Regions from separate parts of the Rattus norvegicus genome. Here region 2 is linked to region 1. Evidence: chromatin contacts called from public Hi-C data. All regions are on one chromosome and are shown on one strand. Each heading gives the region's core, a stretch centred on a gene start, on an enhancer-like site or on the middle of the called end of the contact. The rest is flanking DNA. Distances are from core to core; before and after follow the strand shown. Region 1 holds the start of Parp2 (poly (ADP-ribose) polymerase 2). Region 2 holds the start of Rnase4 (ribonuclease A family member 4).

Region 1 (4,818 bases), core at 1,167-3,666:
GCCTTAGAAGTCCATCAAGAGATAATGGATCAGGGGAAAAAGTATGGTACCATACAATGGTATTCCATACAATGGAATACTTCTTATCTGTTAAAAAGATATAAATAAAAAGAAATTAGGGATCAGGAATGGTGGTACACACCTTTAATCCTGGCACTGGGGAGGAAGAGGGAGGTGGATTAATCCCTGCATTCAAAGCCGTGTTTACAGAGTGAGTCCCAGGAAAAACCAGGGCTACACAGAGAAACCCTGTGAAGAAGAAGAGAGGACAAGAGGAGGAGGAGACAAGAAGAGAAGGAGGAAGAGGAGGAAGAACAGAAGGAGGAAAGAAAGAACAAGAAGAGGACAAAGAAATTCTGAAAATCACAGATAAATGGATGGAATTAGGGAGAAAATTCATCCTGAGTAAGGTAACCCTGACCTAAGAAGGCAAATATGTCTTCTCTGATATGTAGATGTTAGCTTTTAATCCTTCCATAGGCCTGCTGCAATCCAATGTAACCACAGAGGCTAGGTATAGAGTCAGGGAGGAGGAGGGAGGAGGGAGGAGGGAGGAAGAAGGAGGGAGGAGAGAGGAGGGAAGGAGGGAGGATCTCCAAGTGAAGGGAAATAGAATATATAACTATGGAGAAACAAGGGGAGGCTGGAGCTGGAGGATTAAATGGGGAGGGGGTGGAGAAGAGAGGTGATGGGGTGGGACACAGGAAGGGACAAATAAGTACAGGTCACATGGAAACCTACTACTGTAGAAGCTTCTTAAAGCACACATACATGTATGAAAGGAAAGCCTCAAGTAGACATCTGTCACCCCCAAGAGAAGCCTGCAGTGCCAGGAACTGGTTACATCTTTGTGAGTTGTTGGCCAAAGAGGCTCCATGGAAACCCCCAGGCCACTGCCAAAGCATTGTTTGCAAACTGATGGTAAGGTTGTATTGCTAAAAAACTGATACTGACAGACCTCGTTGAATATGGAGGGGTTGAGCTAGTACCTATCTAGAGCTTTCATCCCTGCTAACTAACTAATTCTCATGGTACTGGAAGGTACTCTGCACACTACTGATATGGGGTGTGTGCGTATGTGTGTGTACACCGTGTGCACCCCCCTCCACACTCGAGTGAGCATATACGTCTCTTGTGTTTTTTTCTTTAATTTTTATTCTTTTGGTTTTTTTCACAAGGCTTTTTCTCTAGCCCTGGATGTCCCAAATTCACCCTACAGACCAGGCTAGCCTTGAGCTCAGAGGTCCGACTCCCAAGCACTGGGATTAAAGGTGTGTGCCACCACACCTGACTTTTTTTTCTACTGAGTTTGTGTTTCTGTGTATGTACATTTGTGCTTTTTATTTTTTCTTATTTATTTATTTGCCTCTTTTCAAGAAGGCACGGAATTAATTGGATGGAGATCTGGAGGAGACTAGGACAGGAAATTGTAAACAATGTTTTTATTTTTGAGTTTGGTCATTCATCAATCTGAGGCGTCAGGCACGGAGTTAATTGGATGGAGATCTGGAGGAGACTAGGACAGGAAATTGTAAACAATGTTTTTATTTTTGAGTTTGGTCATTCATCAATCTGAGGCGTCTACACACCAGTTAAGTCACAGCTCCTGGCCTTTGTAAGGAAAGCCGAGCTTGGTATGAGCTCTATTCCACCCCTATCTTAATTGCTTCTCTTTGCTCCGTGTCCTTAGATGTAGCTCAACTCTGCTCATTTACTTCGTGAAGAATTCCTAGACTGCTCCTTTGTTATGATTTCCTATGATATTACATGCTATTTTCCTTCTATTGTACTTCTTACAGCTACAGGTTCGTTTTGCTTTTGTGATAAGTATATTTTCCAATAACAAGCTACACGAAGGTATGAGCTACGTTTATTTTTGCTAGACAAATGGTTAAAGTACAGCTCAGTAATCCAGCAATGGGGGAGGGTGCATAGCAAGGAGCAAGGGTTACAAAGCGTCCGGAACCAAAAAGGCGGGGGAGAGTAGTCTGAATTGGGTTATGAGGCCCGCGAGGTGCCTCACCTCAGCCATTGAACTCGAATTGCTGGCCGTGAGTCTGTTCCAAGCCCCGGCGAGGGAGGCATCCGCCCACCCGGGGGCTTCTCCTGCCCAGTCTGCCCACGCGTGGAGCCCTGCTCTCTGGGAACTCACCTCCCCACTCGGGGAGAGCCCGGTTAGGGCCGCGGGAGGCCCCAGTCTCAGACCTTCCCAGGGGCCGAGAGAGTGACGAGCACTCAGCGCGTGGCCCCGCTGATGAGCTTCCCCCGCCCACTAGGAGTGTGAAGACCTGCCGCCATAATAAGACTCCAAAAGACAGTGAATTTAACACTTACGGTGACTTCCCACAAAGCACAGCGTGTAATTTGCATGCGCTCTAGCCCAGGCTCCAGCTCCGGACCAGAAGCCCGCGCATCCCGGCAAAGGGTGATGACGTCGTCCTTCAAGCGCTATGGCGCCGCGGCGGCGGAGATCTGGCTGTGGAAGACGAGGTGAGAACTCAGTTCGCAGGCAGAATGCTCGGCCTACAGTCACAGGGAGCCCCTCGCTTTTTCTTATTACAGTTCAGTACAAAGATAGATCACAGTTGTGATCTATCATGTGAGAGATGGAACTTAAATCCAGATCCTCTGGAAGCTCTGGGGAGCTTCTTCATCACTGACCCACCTCTCTAGCCACTTTAAATTCTTTCTTTAAAGGAACTTATGAGAGCCTGGTGGACGTGTTGGCTTAACACCTTTAATGCTAGCACAGGTGAAGCAGAGGCAGGAGGAGCTGTGTGAGTTCCAGGACAGCCAGGGCTGTATAGAGAGACCCTGACATTTTTTCTTGGGGGGAGTGGGGTGCTGGAGAGTTAGCTCAGTGCTAAAAGCCACTTGTTGCCCTTGCAGGGGGCCTAGGTTTGAGTCCAAAAATCTACATGGCAGGTCATGACCACCCTACCAGACCTCCAGATATACCAAGCATGCACATGGTGCACATACATATATACAGACAAAACACCCATACACATAAAATGAAATAATAACCTTTTGAGTTTTTTTGCGCTTGTTTTGGTTTTTTAAGTTTGTTAGAAGTCAAGGGAGGAGACAACTCTGCTGTCTCTGACAGAAACTTAAGTTTTCCAGAGACCTCTACTCAGGCAAACCTAGTATTCTTGGCTTTAAAGTAGAAAGAACTTTCAGGAGTACGCAAGATGGACCAGAGTTGGGAGTTTGTTTATTAAAGGAGATATCGACATACGTTTTAAGCACAAGGGTTAAAAGAAAAATGCCTGGGAAGAGAGACGCCACAGAACATGAGGGTGGCTTCTCAGAGAAGCATCACCCTTCACTGTCTTTATAGTAGACATGTATGTAAGATTTGCGATCTTTGGCTCTTCAGAGAGTTGTTAAATAATTTAAATGAGATCATAGTTCCTGAGGTGGATCTGACAGAATTCCAGCGTCCAAGTCCACATGATAAGGGATGCAGGAAGTTAAGTTATCAGCACTATAAACTATGTTTGTGCTCTGTATAAGACTCCCATAAAATGGGAGAGAAATGAACCCAAACCCATTGTCATAGTCATTCAGGCTGTCAGCCAATTTATTGTCATTTTAACATGAAAATATCGGAAGATCTGTGTTAGCAGCCTTCCTAGCACATTAGTTGGGCTGGAATTCTTGCTTCTCCGCTGCAGAGAGGCTTCAACCAGACTCTGGGATAGGAGGGACTGCCTTTCCTTTTCACATCCCTCTAGTTTTCCTGTGCTTTTATTTCACCTCAGTGTTGTTCAAGTTACATCATATTCATAGTGTAGTAATTCTTTTATACTGTTCCTGCCATCAGTGCTAAATGAAGCCAAGAGAGTTGATAATGGCAACAGAGCAACAGATGACTCTCCTCCTGGCAAGAAAGTGCGCACGTGCCAGAAAAAGGGGCCTGCGGCTGGAGGGGAGGACACAGACAGGACAAAAGGCAAGCAAGGTAATGGACCAGGGAGGACGTGGGACAACTCTCGAGTCTCCGGAAGAATTGGGATGATGTTTGTTCCTTCCCTCTTTGAGGACATAATTAATTTCTCTATCCCTTGGGCATTCTGCAGTACCAATCTACTTTGCTGAATCTTTATTTTCTCAGGTTTGAATGGATTAGGATAGGCAGGCAGCCTGTACTGCTGGAGAAGGGCGAAGTTAATTATGACCGCTTTCTAGCTGGAACCGCTCTCTTGATCCCCACATCGGTAATGGCAGTGCATGTTTGTGTTCCCACAGACTCTGTGAAGACCCTGCTCGTAAAGGGCCGAGCTCCTGTGGACCCAGAGTGCACATCCAAGGTCGGAAAGGTAAAAGCATCGGGAACGGAAAGCAGAGTTCTTTTGTTTTATTTCGATTCCCCTCTGACTATCATTGGCGCTCATCTAAAAATGCTTCCTAAAATATTGCCAGTGATTACTTTCCTCCAGAGTTGAGAAGTAGGGGTGATGAGTTTCAATTTAGCAGAATATTGAGCCTGGAGAAATGGCCCAGTAGTTAAGAGCATTTATTGTTCTTCAAGAGGACCTGGGTTTGATTCTCAGCACCCACATGGCAACTTACAACCATTTGTGACTCCATTTCTAGGAGATATGATGCACTCTTCTGACCAGTCATGCAAGTGCTTGCATACATACATACATGGTATACATACATACATGCATGCATGGTATACATACATACATACATACATACATACATACATAGACACACTCAGGCAAAACACTCACACATAAAATAAAGAATGGATAGATTTAGTTTTTAAAAATGTGAAGAAATTCACAGAAAAAAGTAACTTAATCA
Region 2 (4,868 bases), core at 320-2,819, 280 kb after region 1:
CGATAGCTCAGCTGGTAGAGCGGAGGACTGTAGCAGGTTCATTACAGCCATCCTTAGGTCGCTGGTTCGATTCCGGCTCGAAGGAGTAGCCTGTATTTTGGGCTATTTCCTGAGATAAACTCCGGTCCTTTGTTCAACGTGCCACTATTGATCGTCCTAACTTATCAACAATCTCTCCTCTCTGGAAATGGTCAAAACGCGCAATCACTATCTACCTGTAATCAAACAGTTACGAAAAAGAAAATGAATCTTGGAGTTTGGTTTCTCTGGCTCTCTCGTTGTTTACTTTTAGTTTTCGAGTCTACTGTGCTGCCCATTGTCCGAAGTCCAGACATCAAAGACCGCAAGGTACAGAACCTTGTGGACATGTTTGTGTACCCGTTTTTAGCGCTCTGATGACCCGCAGGACCCTGATTTGCCGAACAAAACCTCTAACTGACCCCGGCGATTGCCCCACTAACTGGCAAAGAGACACTTTACTCGTTTAGGTATTTCATGCAGCATTTGACCTGTGTTGGAGACGAGGCTGGAAGAGTGTAGAGTCCAGGTCGGATGGAATACTTTGTAAACAAAGGGAGTGAGGTTGAAAACGCAGTTCTGATTCAGGAAAACCGCGAAGGTCTACAGAATCACAAGACAAGAGCAAACTTATCGGCCGCCAGTCTAACTGGCTACCCGCAGCCTCCTCCTGCCCTCAGTATTTTGTTGTCCCGCCTGCCTGTAAGATTTTTGTGCCCGCAAGTACCCTGCAGCTGGGCTCCACCCGGAGATCGCAGCGCTAAGCCGGCTCGCTCCGGGCTCCTTCTGGAATAAGTGATCAGGCAGGCCTGTGACTTGAAATCTGAAAAGCTGCCTCTTCTGATCCCATTCTGAGCCTTGAGTTGTCCCGGACGTGGATAGAGAATAAAAAGGGATAGGTCCGGAATTAATGGGTGGGACTTGACAAAGTTAGGGTGGAAATTAAATAATACGAAAGAAGTTTCCTCTGTGAGAGACGAAAAGAGAAAAGAAACCGCTGAAGCCTCTAGACAGCCTATGTCAAAACATGCTAGACTGACGAGCACGAAAGAGCAGAACTGTGCTATGGCTCGTTGGTCTAGGGGTATGATTCTCGCTTTGGGTGCGAGAGGTCCCGGGTTCAAATCCCGGACGAGCCCTGCACTTTTTGCCTCGTCCTTGGATAACTCCTGGACAAAAGTTCACGACAAACTTTCTCGTGCCAGTAGCACCAAATTCCCAGGTTCCAGCGTCCCCTTGGCAGGCTTGGTGTTTCTGCCGCGGATGCTTCTCTTGGAGGTCCTCGAGACATCTACCAGTCCAATTTCTGTGCAAAAACCCACATTGTCTGCTTGGTGGTTGGGGTTAAACTGTCTTGCCGGCCAGCCCAACGGGGAGGAGCGTCCTTGGAAGAAATGGGGTGCGGTCCCAGCCACTGAGGCTGGACCGCCCACCCTCCACTCCTCTGCACCCCGCCCCAATCTGTTTGCGTGGCCAGGCAACGGCGACCTCACCCAAATCGGCGACGAGATTGCAAAGGAAACCTCATTTCTTCTATTCGCCATCCCATCAGGAAAAAGGAGTGAGAAACAAAGCCGTCATCTCCAGTTCCGCGTCCAGGTGGGTTTCTACGCCTGTCCCTCCAGGGTTTAGCTATGGAAGTCCTACTAAGGACAGTTGTGGGGCTCCTGGGAGAGGACTTCTCAACTTCTCCGGTCTAATTACAGAGCTGAGGTGTGGTGGGGATCAATTCGGTTCTCACAGGTTTCCACAGTTCACTTTCCGCATCTTGCCAGAGTCCAGCGTGGATGGTCATTGTGTAGAACCCAGGCTCTAGGGGATCGCAGAATCTGCGAAGGGAGGAATTCCAAGCAGCCCTCGTTCGCTCAGACAGGGAAAATTTTGAGGGTTCCTAGGTCGACATCAGATTTGTGATGCAAGTCTGTCAAGGTTGTGCAAGCAGAAGTGGTGTTTTCGTTTTCCATTGCCTGTCTCCCTCCCTTAACTTATCTTTAACTGTGTTGTGAAACTTTTGGAGACGCGTCAGCAGCATCCTCTATGCCTTCTTCCTGGGTAGTTGGGATTGAAACAGCACATGCCAGTGCAGTGATGGAGCGCCTCTGTTTCAGAAGGAGGATAGAAACCTTGTGCTTATATTGGGACATCTCCAGTGGGCCAGGTTCTTCCGTCTGTGATAGTAGAAATCTTATAGCCAGTTCATACATGCAATCGTTAGAAACCTCAGTTAGCACACCGGTCTGAAAAGCCTCTGGCAAACTCCGAAAAGCAGCCTCAGCTATTCAAAGAGCAAGCACCACCCAGCTCTGAGTTAGTCAGGGCTGCCAGTCGCAGCGGCTTAAACCCAAGAAACAATATGATGATAAAAGGGAGAAATCAGATGTCTGGGAGATTTATGGAAATAATCGGTGTTAAGTAATTAGTCAGTACTACTTTAAACATGAGTTTTGACTTTTCTAGAAATCATTCCGATGGGATAAAAAAGTTGGGTTGTACACTGGAAATCTTCCGGTCACAGAAACGCCAAATGCTCATCGGTCAAGTAACGTCCCTTTCTTTGTTCTTCAACTCCCTCTTCCTTAAAACGAAGGTGGAGAGATCGTCTCATTTTGATCACATGGGGTGGTGGGACCTTAGTAATGTGGTTTAGATAATGTGGAATCGAAGCTTAGGTTAACAGGGGGTGATTAGAAAAAGTGAACCAGCCACAGTCCCAGACCTCGGAGAGCCATCAGTTCAACCATGGCTCAGCTTGTAGGGGTACATGAGCTTCCCTCTCACCCTCGCTCTTTCTGCACCCCACAAAAGGCTGTGGAGTTGTCCCCTGGAGACATTGTTAGTGTGACTCCATGCATGGATTAAACAGTGTGTCAATGTGCTCGCTTCAGCAGCACAGATACTGAAAAAGCGTATGGATGCAGTCTGGTAAAACATCTCTTGAGGTTCTCCATATGTTCATTTGGGTAAAGAATTCTCTGTAAACAGTTATTTTCAGAGTGGCTGCAAACCACAAGTAAGCCAGAGCGCAGTATGCCCTGAAGTAACTGTTTACTTTGTATCTTGTTTGGAAACATACACACATCATCAGGACTTTGTTTCCATGGTCCCTGAACCAGTGGCGAACCCACTCCTCAGGGGGCCTCCTGTGAGCTTTCCTTTTTTTAGTTGTTACTTCCGTTACCCATTGAGTATTATGTCAGTGCTGTAAAGGAATGTTGACAGCGTCCCCATACCTTCCACTCTATAATGCGTCCTAAGGACCGAATTAAACATACACACTCTGTATAAAGGGGGGAAGTATGCCAACACTAGAATTATTAGAAGAAGAATTTCATGCCTCATGTGTCCATGGATATTACTGGCTTGGCGAAGAGACAGACAAAAATTCCAGGAAAGGTGATGGCTTTCCAGAGGTTAAAATTTTTAATACTTTTTAAAATTGTCAGTTGTTTTATATGAATTTAAATTACTGACAAAAATACAATATTCAGGCCTTGGATGTGGCTCAATGGTATCTACTTATCATATGTAAGGTCCTGGGTCTGAGTCCCGGAAAACACACACACACACACACACACACACACACACACACACACACACACACACACACTGTTTTTCCTTTCACCTTAATAAAATGCAAAACTTAAAAGAGGGAAGTTCCTGCGTTTGAGCAGGTTAGTGTGTCAGACCCTGGATTTTGTGTCTGGGCGTGTGCTGTGGCTGAGGGTGAAGTGCCTCTGTTTTGTAGTTGTTTATCAGAAAGGGCCACACTGATATGTTACCTCTGGCCATGGAGTTGGCTGATATTTCCCCTGGAGACCGATGAGGCCATCCGGGTGTCGCAATGGACTGGCCGCTCTCCTAACAATGAGTGGTTGCTGACTCTAGAACCCAGCCCGTCCTCATCTGTTGTCAAAGCGCTGTGTGATTAATTTAAAAGAGGCACCACCATTCCCGTTATGTTTGCACACTGAGCATTCGGTGTTGGCTTGGATACCAGTAGAGAGGCCTCACCCTGAATGTCCCCGAGTGCTAGCCTTCCCTGTATTTCTGAGACAGTTGAAATGCTGGCATTTGTCAGAACAAAGTTTGGCACTTGTCTAATGGATGCCTGGTCAGAATGCGACTGTCTCCCTTTCCGCAGACTCTAGTACCTGAAGTCAGGCTACAGCAGCTTAGTCATCTTCTAACAACTCCAGCCTCATTTCCTTTCAGCTCACAGTCGGGTTAAGTGCAGGAGGGAGGGGGAGGGGACAAGAACAAAGGGGACCTTCAAGCTGGGCTGTGCCTCAACAAAGCTGAACCTTGTTTAAGTTTGTGCCCTTTTCCAGGTCCTCATGACCTCCACTCTTCCTCCTCAAGCTGTCAGGCCCTGTTCTTAGGAAGTGTATCCATCGGGGCATGCACCTTCTGAGCAGCTTCTGCTTGTTTGCTTGCTTGTTTGTTTGCTTGTTTGTTGTTTGTTTTTGGGACAGGATTTCTCTGCCTAGCCCTGGCTGTCCTAGAACTCACTCTGGAGACCAGGCTGACCTCGAACTCACACAGATGCACCCGCCTCTGCCTCCCAAGTGCTGGAATTAAGGGTTTGCTTTGTAAAGAGGTTGCACTCCCAGAGTTTACTCTGTAGTCAGGAACAGAGGCTCAGTGGTGAAGGCAAATCAGCTGATTTCGGAACGTTTTGCAGGCAAGAGCAGAACACTCCCTGGGTCTATTCCAACACCTGGATGACCTCATCGGACCCCAGGGGAAGGATCGGCTGGCTCCCACAGCCAGAGATTGCTCTGCTTAGCACTCAAGTTTATTTCATAACTGATACCAAATTGTGCATCTCTGAACCTATAAAGAGAAGCCCA

The links. Hi-C and Micro-C count contacts between places; a contact is called where the count stands out from the background.
Region 2: a contact with region 1 is called in a Hi-C map of liver, with 3 times the contacts expected there. The contact joins the promoter of Rnase4 here to the promoter of Parp2 in region 1. A contact is called at or near these places in 8 of 12 Hi-C or Micro-C datasets (Schwann cells, frontal cortex, kidney and 4 more) and 1 of 1 datasets of contacts at active chromatin or transcription factors (oligodendrocytes).

The regions. Positions count from the first base shown.
Region 1 is chr15:26,505,243-26,510,060 of GRCr8, forward strand. It overlaps Parp2 (poly (ADP-ribose) polymerase 2), which reads left to right and starts at 2,417. Exons shown (of 16, transcript NM_001106030.1): 1 at 2,417-2,490; 2 at 3,830-3,967; 3 at 4,255-4,325. The coding sequence starts at 2,451. It also overlaps Rpph1.
Region 2 is chr15:26,784,718-26,789,585 of GRCr8, forward strand. It overlaps Rnase4 (ribonuclease A family member 4), which reads left to right and starts at 1,570. Exons shown (of 2, transcript NM_020082.2): 1 at 1,570-1,617. Trnap-ugg6 (transfer RNA proline (anticodon UGG) 6) reads left to right here and starts at 1,086; the gene lies at 1,086-1,157. It overlaps Trnay-gua4 (transfer RNA tyrosine (anticodon GUA) 4), which reads left to right; the gene lies at 1-85. It also overlaps a transcript of Ang not described here.